Regions from separate parts of the Sus scrofa genome. Here region 1 is linked to region 2. Evidence: chromatin contacts called from public HiChIP or PLAC-seq data. All regions are on one chromosome and are shown on one strand. Each heading gives the region's core, a stretch centred on a gene start, on an enhancer-like site or on the middle of the called end of the contact. The rest is flanking DNA. Distances are from core to core; before and after follow the strand shown.

Region 1 (4,068 bases), core at 113-2,612, 300 kb before region 2:
GACTGGTGTCCTTAGAAAAAGGGGAAGTTTCTACACAGGCACATGCACATGGGAAAATGAAGGCAGAGATTGGGTGCTGTTTCAACAAGTTAAGGAATCCCTGAGAAGCTTTGGTACTTTGTTACCATTTCCTGCTAGGTTAGGTTTTATTTAAAGAGGGCTACTTAAAATACATGGTAAAGATGGAAACTTAGAGAAAAAACAGACAGAACTTTTTTATTATTTTTTATTTTTTCCGCTGTACAGCATGGAAACCAAGTTACACATACATGTATACATACTTTTTCCTCCCATTGTTGCGTTTCCATAAAAAGACAGAATTTTAACTCATTATTTTTCTTTCTTTTTGTCTTTCTCTCTTTTTTAGGGGCACACCTGCGGCACATAGAGGTTCCCAGGCTAGAGGTCCAATCAGAGCTGTAACCGCCAGCCTAACGCCAGGGCCACAGCAACGTGGGATCCGAGCGGTGTCTGTGACCTACACTACATATCATGGCAACGCCAGATCCTTAACCCGTTGAGCAAGGCCAGGGATTGAACCTGTATCCTCATGGATGCCAGTCAGGTTTGTTAACCACTGAGCCACGATGGGAACGCCCTCATTATTTTTCTTATAAATCTCCTTCCTCTCTCAGTTTTCTAAGTTATTGTGTTAGGGGTTGTTTTCTGTCAATACGGTCAATCTTTCTCATCTTCTATTTTTACCCATCAGCCTTTGTCCAATGATGCAACTTTAACATCTACTACTCAGACCCAACAAATCATTTTCTTTCCCACTGTACATCCTTTTTTTCAACTAAAGGAATCTTACTGTTTTCAGCATTCTATACTTTTTTAACTCATACATTTTTGACAATTTTTTGGAATTACTACATGGCATGATTGTGACTGCTCTACATTTCCAGCCATCATCCTACCCACTTGCTTCCATTTATCATTTACTTCAAATACTGTCCTTTTTTAGCTACCTATATAGAATTTGATTTTCCCCCAAATCTTACGTTAAAAACATAGTATTCAACCTTCCACTTACAACATTTCATATAAGCATTCTGGTATTATTCTGAACTTTCTTTTCCTCTTGGACATATAATTCCAAACTTTACTCTTAAAATCACTTTTAACTCTTTTTTTAATTATCTAAAAACACACTTATATGTATGCATAATATACATATTTTATAATACATATACTATGAACATGTTTATAGTATATATTATATGCATATAAATAATCTAATGAAATATACATATTAAAATTTGGATAAACAGACTATTTCAGCATTAAGGGAGATGAGGCTATTCCCTAGTCTTCTTTTCTGCCATTTAACAAATAAGGAAACTAAACCAGAGTGTCCTTGTGAAACTTGTGAAACTAAACTTGTGAAATAGTTTTGTGTGTATGTGGGGTGCAGGAGGAGGAGAAAATAAGATAGAGAAGGTTGGGGTTTAAGATAAGTGATGGGAGCTCCTGTTGTGGCACAGTAGAAACAAATCCGATTAGGAACCGAGGTTGTGGGTTTGATCCCTGGCCTCGCTGAGTGGGTTAAGGATCTGGCATTGCTGTGAGCTGTGGTGTAGTTGGCAGACGTGGCATTTCTGTGGCTGTGGTGTAGGATCTGACATTTCTGTGGCTGTGGTGTAGGCTGGTAGCTGTAGCTCTGATTTGACCTCTAGTCTGGGAACCTCCATATGTCGCAGGTTTGGCACTAAAAAGCAAAAAAAAAAAAAAAAGTGATTAAGAAGGAGGAGCAGGAAGCCAACTCAATGGTTAAAAAAATGACCACAAAGGAGGAAGTGAAAGCATCAGTGTTTTCCCACCTCCCAACTTCAAGTTCTGTGTTTCTTCCCAGTAAACCACAGCACTGGAAATCCCTATCTGCAATTAAAATAAGGGGATTGTTCAGGGAAGATTTGAATTCTTCCCTGCAGTGAGAGATGTCAGCAATTTGTAGAAATAATTCACTCTTTCCTTTTTCTGGATTGACATGGTTGTGTGTGGCCAGCATAGGATTTAGAGACTGACCTCAATCTGTTTGCTTCCGATACTTCAAGGAATCTTTAATAACTAAAGAAGGTTTCTTTGGTTTCTTTGTTTTTGCTTAAGGGATGAATATAAACATAGGACTCATAGAATTGTGCAGGGGTTTGTGAAGTCTGCTGGAGTATACTTTATTGTAACAATGTTGACCTTGAGATAAACTGCTTTATTCTGTTTTGTTTGGAAAATCAGAATTTCATCTCCATGGAAAATAGAGGTGAATCAGGTACAAGTGCTAATGATTAAGTAGAAATGATGAACCCTATATTTCAGACTCAGATATTTTGGAAGTTTTCTGTTTTTTATAGAAATCTCAATTTGTCACAGTACGGAAATCAAGAGTATAATTAAGCTAATTAGCATTTTAAAATGTGATTGGAATACAAGTTTTAACTCTCCTAAGAGAGATATAACGATAGATATTCTGGTTGTATGCTAATAATCAAACTTTATCAAAACACTTTCTTGAAGGAACTCTACTTAGCCACACGGTTTCTATTACTTTCATATTATTTCCTATGCAAAAGAGTAATAAAGTTATACCTCATAAATACTCTAAATATAACTGTCCTTCCTTAATTGGTGGATATCAGGAAGTTTTACATTATCAAAACATAATAGGTATATATTTATAGACATATATATATATATACACACACACATATATAGGTGCACTCTACTTGTTGGCATATTTTTTTCTGGATGGCCAAGAGAGTTGTTATAAAACAGTGGAAGAGAAAATATTGCGGCAAATTAATGAACTTAAATGGCTTATTATAGTTTCCAGGTCAAGACAACTTATTGAAGACTATTATAACTTTTTCTTTAGTCCAGGAAACCACAGAATATTTACCACTTATTTCTGAGAAATGAGTGCAACTTATGGTAAATGTGACACAAATACCAGATTTGTATAGACTGGAAGTCTTTGCTTTGTGCATAGGAGTGGAATCATAAAAACGGCAATGCATGTTGGCATTGTACAAAATGATCTTAGTCGATGGGAAAATTATGATCATTCCATGATCTTTAAACCTTTTCGCCAAAACATGAAGAATTCCCATACTGTTGCTCATAAATGTATATAGGGAAATGGAAAAAGCAGTAATATTAATATTTATTTAGTACATTGTAATTTAAAACATTACAACATTGAGAATTAAGTGTTACATTTTTTGGGAAAGTTTTATCCAGCGTAGTTTGCATAGGGCTTTTTTCCTTCTAGTCCCATAATGTATTATTTTAATTGAAATATAGTTGATTTATAATGTTGTGTTAGTTTCAGGTGTACAGCACAGTGATTCATATATATATATATATATATATGAATATATATGAACTCCCAGATTTGTTTTTCTTATAGGTTATTAGAAAATATTGAGTATAATTCCCTGTGCTATACAGTACTATTGTTGGCTCTCTATTTTATATGTAGTAGTATGTATTTGTTAACCCCAATCTCCTATAATTTATGATATGCTGCGAGCATCTTTTCTACGCCTTGATGACTTATGAGCCTTTCTAAGTATGGATAGGCTCCCAACATTTTCTCTTCTGTGCTTTCAAAGTCTTTCAGTGTCATAAAATACCCCCTAGAGTTCCTTTAATGGGAATTTTTCTGCCTGTGTCACTTCTGGGACATCGCCTTATCACAACCTCTTTCCTCATTAATGTCAATAGGGTCACCTTCACTAAGTTCCTTTCATTGTACAGCTGGAGTGTCTGGAACAGTGGAGGTGTCAACATTCCCATGTCAACATCTCCATCTTCTAATCACATTCAAATTCACTCCCAGTGTTATCACTTTCTGAGCTTTCATCTGTTGGCCAATTTCCTCTTTTGAGTGTTCGTTTCTGTAAAATGGAAGACAAGGAGGTGACACAGTCACACACTTTCCTGTCTTTGTGGGACTAAATAACAAATGTGCAATAGCCAATCACTGACAGACCTGGAAAAGAGTGATGAGATGGGTCACTTAGCAAATTGTTCATCTATATAGTTATGTGTGTACTAAAGTGCTAGCACTGA
Region 2 (4,382 bases), core at 1,186-3,685:
TGGATTCATTTCCACTGAGCCATAGCGGGAACTCCTTTTTCTGCCCAATTTTATCTTCATCTTCCTATTAAATATATATATATGTATATTAAATATATTATATTGTCTTGTCTACTGCATACCTCTTCAAATAAACTTGTCTACTGTATACCTCTTCAAATAAACTTCTCAGCTCTCTCATTTTGTCACTGCTTCCAAGCTCATGCTGCTTGCCACATGATAGGCCAATACATCAAGAGATGAGGTGTTAGGACAAGGAATAGCAACTGTATTTGGAAAGCCCACAGACTGAGAAGATGGTGGGCTAGGGTTCCAAAGAACCATCTTACCAGCATTAGAGTTCAAGGCTTCTTTTATACTAAAAGGGGAAGTATTGTGACTGGTTATTACAAACTTCTTGGTGCAGGAATCCTTTGCTCTTGCAACAGTCCACAAGGTCTGGTCACTTTGTTCCTATAAACCTCTGATGAGATAATTGTTACTTCCTGTTCTGCAAACTTTTGTCTCTATAGGAATGGAAAAGAATTATACCTTTAAATGTCAGAGCCTTGAGAACAGACTATTCTGTATATTTCAGGATATAGGCACAAAGGTGCAAAGCCAGGATGACTAAGCACAGGCCACAGAGCACAAGGGTTAGAGTTAAATGAATAGATTCAATATGGAGTCAGGTTTGTTCTTCTCTGTTATAATTTCCAGACCCCACTTTGTTGATCTTCTGGCAAGTCCACGTACCTGATGTCTGGGAGATTCTCATCAATATGAATTAAATGAGAATTTTGATATATACCAGACTGTAGAGGGACATGGCCTTCCATCTTGAGACAATCAAATTTGTATTTAAAGGTTTATGTCCTCTGTCTCCATTTATTTCCTCTGAACTTTCCTGCCTTTAGGTGGGTGTCTATGGAGGATTTTATTAGGGTGAAGAAACTAGCTTGTAGCCAAAAGTCTTATGTTGACCCCACATAAGACTTATAAGGGCGAATTACTTTCAATATTCTGTATTCCCATCCACAAACGCAGCCTTTATATCACACCATTCTTCCTCTAGGCACAAAAATCTTTTTTATGAGCTACACAAAGAACACAAGCTTGTCCCTATAAACCAGACTGACTTGTGGATGTAGCAAGAGATGAAGAAGAGACTGGTTGGTGCCGCTCCAGTCCAGCCTACATGAAACCGATCCAGCAGTCACATGGTTCACAGGTGTGGAGGGTGGGCAGGCTGCCTCCCTTTTGAGAGGAGTTCAATGCCACGGTGCTGCAGCCAGTGAGAGGTCCACCTTCTACCACCCGTTCCAGCAATGTCTCCTTGTTTGCGTAGACAGGGAATCCCTTCCAGTGTTTTGGTTCAAAAAAATTTAAAACAACGGCAGTGGTTTTCACAGATGAGCAAGCACAACATCAGAATCTTCAGGTGGCTTAAAATTAAACATATCAGCTCTTGGAAAGACGTGGTCACAATGAGCTTCTAGGATTCCCATGAGTATCCAATTTTAAGAGCTCCCCTCATCTTCCCTGACCACATGTTTTATCTGAAGTCGACCCTGTAGCTACTGCGTCACTGTTTCAGACATAGGTGTGCTGTCCTCTCTGGTAATACACCATCTCTGATACCTTCAGAATTATTTGGAGAACATTTCTTAAAATTCCAAGTGATTTAATATTTGACTGAAGGTACAACCAGGAAGCAAGATACTGGATGAATTCATTCTACTCACCTCATCTTAGCAGACTGCAGCTCCTAAAAATAAACGGCAAAGCTCAATTACCAAAGCTAAGCAATGAGAGCCTGCTGTATAGCATAGGGAACTCTGTCTAATCCCTTGCGATGGAAAACGATGGAGGATAATGTGAGAAAAAGAATGTAGGAGGTCCCGTCGTGGTGCAGCGGAAATGAATCCGACTAGGAACCATGAGGTTGTGGGTTCGATCCTTTGCTTGGCTCTGTGGGTTAAGGATCTGGCATTGCCTTGAGCTGTGGTGTAGGTCACAGACACAGCTTGGATCTGGTGTTGCTGTGGCTGTGGCGAAGGCTGGCAGCTGCAGTTCCAATTAGATCCCTAGCCTGGGAGCCTCCATATGCCGTGGGTGTGGCCCTCAAAAAAAAAAAAAGAAAGAAAAAAAAAGAGAATGTATATGTATGTATAACTGGGTCACTTTGCTGTACAGTAGAAATTGACAGAACATTGTAAATTGACTATAATAGAAACTAATTTATAAAAGAAAGTTGTGGACACTTGAGAAGGAAGAAAACAGTTGACAAAAATGGTTAGATTAGAGTCAGCATATTTCCCCGTAGTAAAAAAAAATTCTTCTGGAATGATTGTCCTGGAATTATTACTAAGAGCACCTCTTTTGGTTAAAAAGTATCTTTGTTTGGATGGTAAATTATATGGGGACCTTAGTTTAACTGGCAGGTGACCCACGTGGTCCCCCTCAGAAAACTGGAAAGCAGGGGAAGAGCTCCGAGGAGAAGCAGAGGTATGTGACCCGGAAGCCCCTTGAAGCCCCCCTGAAAGGAGGGTGGGCCAGAGCAGTCAAAACTGCAGAAAAAGAGTGAGAATTCTGACTGAGAAGACACGATTCAGTGGAGAAATTAGGACACTGGTGACCTCCAGGGAGCAACTTTTGAGCAAAATAGAGGCAGAGGTTGCAATTTCAGTTGAAGGGGAAGTGAGTCAGAGGTTCTGCAATGACCACTTACGCTTTAACAAAAATGTGAGAGTTAAATGAAGGAAAGGAACGGAAAAAATGGGGCAATTATGTGAATGAATTGATCCTAAAAAAAAGAGAAACGGAAATGCGAAAGACTCCCTCTTAAACATATGAAAAAATGCTTAACATAAAAAGGTAATTGAAGTTAGAATTATGCTGCAATATCATTTTAACCATCACACTGGCAAGGGTGAGAGAAAAAAGGCATTCTCATACCACTGGTGGTAGAGAATAAATTATCGTAGTCTGAATGGAGGGTAGCTTGGCAATACGTACAAATATATAAAATGACTGTTTCATCTGACCTAGAAATTTCTACTTTCAGAAATTATCCTACTTTATTCTATTTTTAGATATTCTTGCATAAGTGCAGAATGACTTTAAATAGGATATTTCATGTAGAATTATGTGTGACACTAAATATTGGAAATAATGCTTTTCAGTAGGGAACTGGATAAATAATAACAGAAAAATGGTGAGTGCTTACTATGTATTAGACACCATTTCAAGTGCTTTATTTGTTTGGGTCATTTTATTTCCTCCCAATAAACCGGTTGAGCTCAAATGAGCATCATCCACCTTTTGTAGATGAGGAAACGGAGGCACACAGAGATAAGGAACTTGCCGAGGGGAATATGGATCTGGGATTGGAATTCAGAGCTTAGTCTCATAACTCTCATAACCACTGTTACAAACATACTTTGTTCTGTAAAAGAATGAGGTCTTTTAATGTTAGTCTTCAAAAAAATGAGGTAGCACTATATAGATTTATATAAAATAATCTCTGAGGTAGAACTATAAGGTTTATATAAAATAATCTCTGAGGTAGAACTATAGAGATTTATATAAAATAATCTCTGAGGCATAAAATAATCTCTGAAGTAGAACTCTAGAGATTTATATAAAATAATCTCTTTTGAGTGAAAAGAGGATGGTGCAAAACGTTTTGTTGAATATGCTGTCCTGTGTTTGAAAACATATATTTATGCTTGTCTATACATAGACTCCTTCTGGAAGACTGTGCAAGAAATAGGTGTTGTCTCTGAGAAGGCAGGTGGTGGATGCGAGGCAGAGAACAGAGGCAGCAGAAGACTTAGGGTTTTACTTGATACTCTTTTGTATCTTTTGGATTTTATACTATGTATTTCCATTACTTTTTTAACTTCATATATATATATATATATGTGTATATATATATATATATATGAAGTTGCTTTTTAGGGCCGCACCTGCAGCATACGGAAGTTCCCAGGTGAGGGGTCAAATCGGTGCTGCAGCTGCCAGCCTATGCCATACCCACAGCAACGTGAGATTCTTAACCCACTGAGCGAGGCCAGGGATTGACCCTACATCCTCATGGATACTAGTCTGGTTCATAATCCTCTGAGCCACAATGGGAACTCGCTTTCTAATTAGTTTCTTAAAGTAAAAATAAAATAAGAGCGATATAAAAACAATAAAATAAAATGTAGGTAATTGTGACAAATTGTAGGGGTTAAATGATAAAAACCTGGGTTAGAAGGAATTAAAATGGGTGAAATGGTTGCATGTAGGACAAGGGCTTAAAGAAAAGGAATGTGTTGGAGTTCCCATCGTGGTGCAGTGGTTAACGAATCCAACTAGGAACCATGAGGTTGCAGGTTTGATCCCTGGCCTTGCTC

Evidence for each region. HiChIP or PLAC-seq counts read pairs in DNA pulled down with a chosen protein or histone mark.
Region 1: an H3K27ac HiChIP or PLAC-seq map of alveolar macrophages shows a contact between it and region 2. The contact joins two enhancer-like sites. A contact is called at or near these places in 10 of 47 Hi-C or Micro-C datasets (alveolar macrophages, epiblast stem cells, fetal liver and 6 more) and 2 of 2 datasets of contacts at active chromatin or transcription factors (alveolar macrophages and skeletal muscle).

The regions. Positions count from the first base shown.
Region 1 is chr8:85,926,010-85,930,077 of Sscrofa11.1, reverse strand. No RefSeq gene overlaps it. Among named protein-coding and RNA genes, the nearest start is that of ZNF330, 110 kb to the left of the region's middle. Within about 2 kb of position 1,362, at least 3 of the 83 cell types and tissues checked have an H3K27ac peak or open chromatin away from gene starts, as enhancers often do. A contact at or near this core is called in alveolar macrophages and retroperitoneal adipose tissue, where this site is marked.
Region 2 is chr8:85,629,209-85,633,590 of Sscrofa11.1, reverse strand. No RefSeq gene overlaps it. Among named protein-coding and RNA genes, the nearest start is that of IL15, 47 kb to the left of the region's middle. Within about 2 kb of position 2,435, at least 3 of the 83 cell types and tissues checked have an H3K27ac peak or open chromatin away from gene starts, as enhancers often do. A contact at or near this core is called in alveolar macrophages and retroperitoneal adipose tissue, where this site is marked.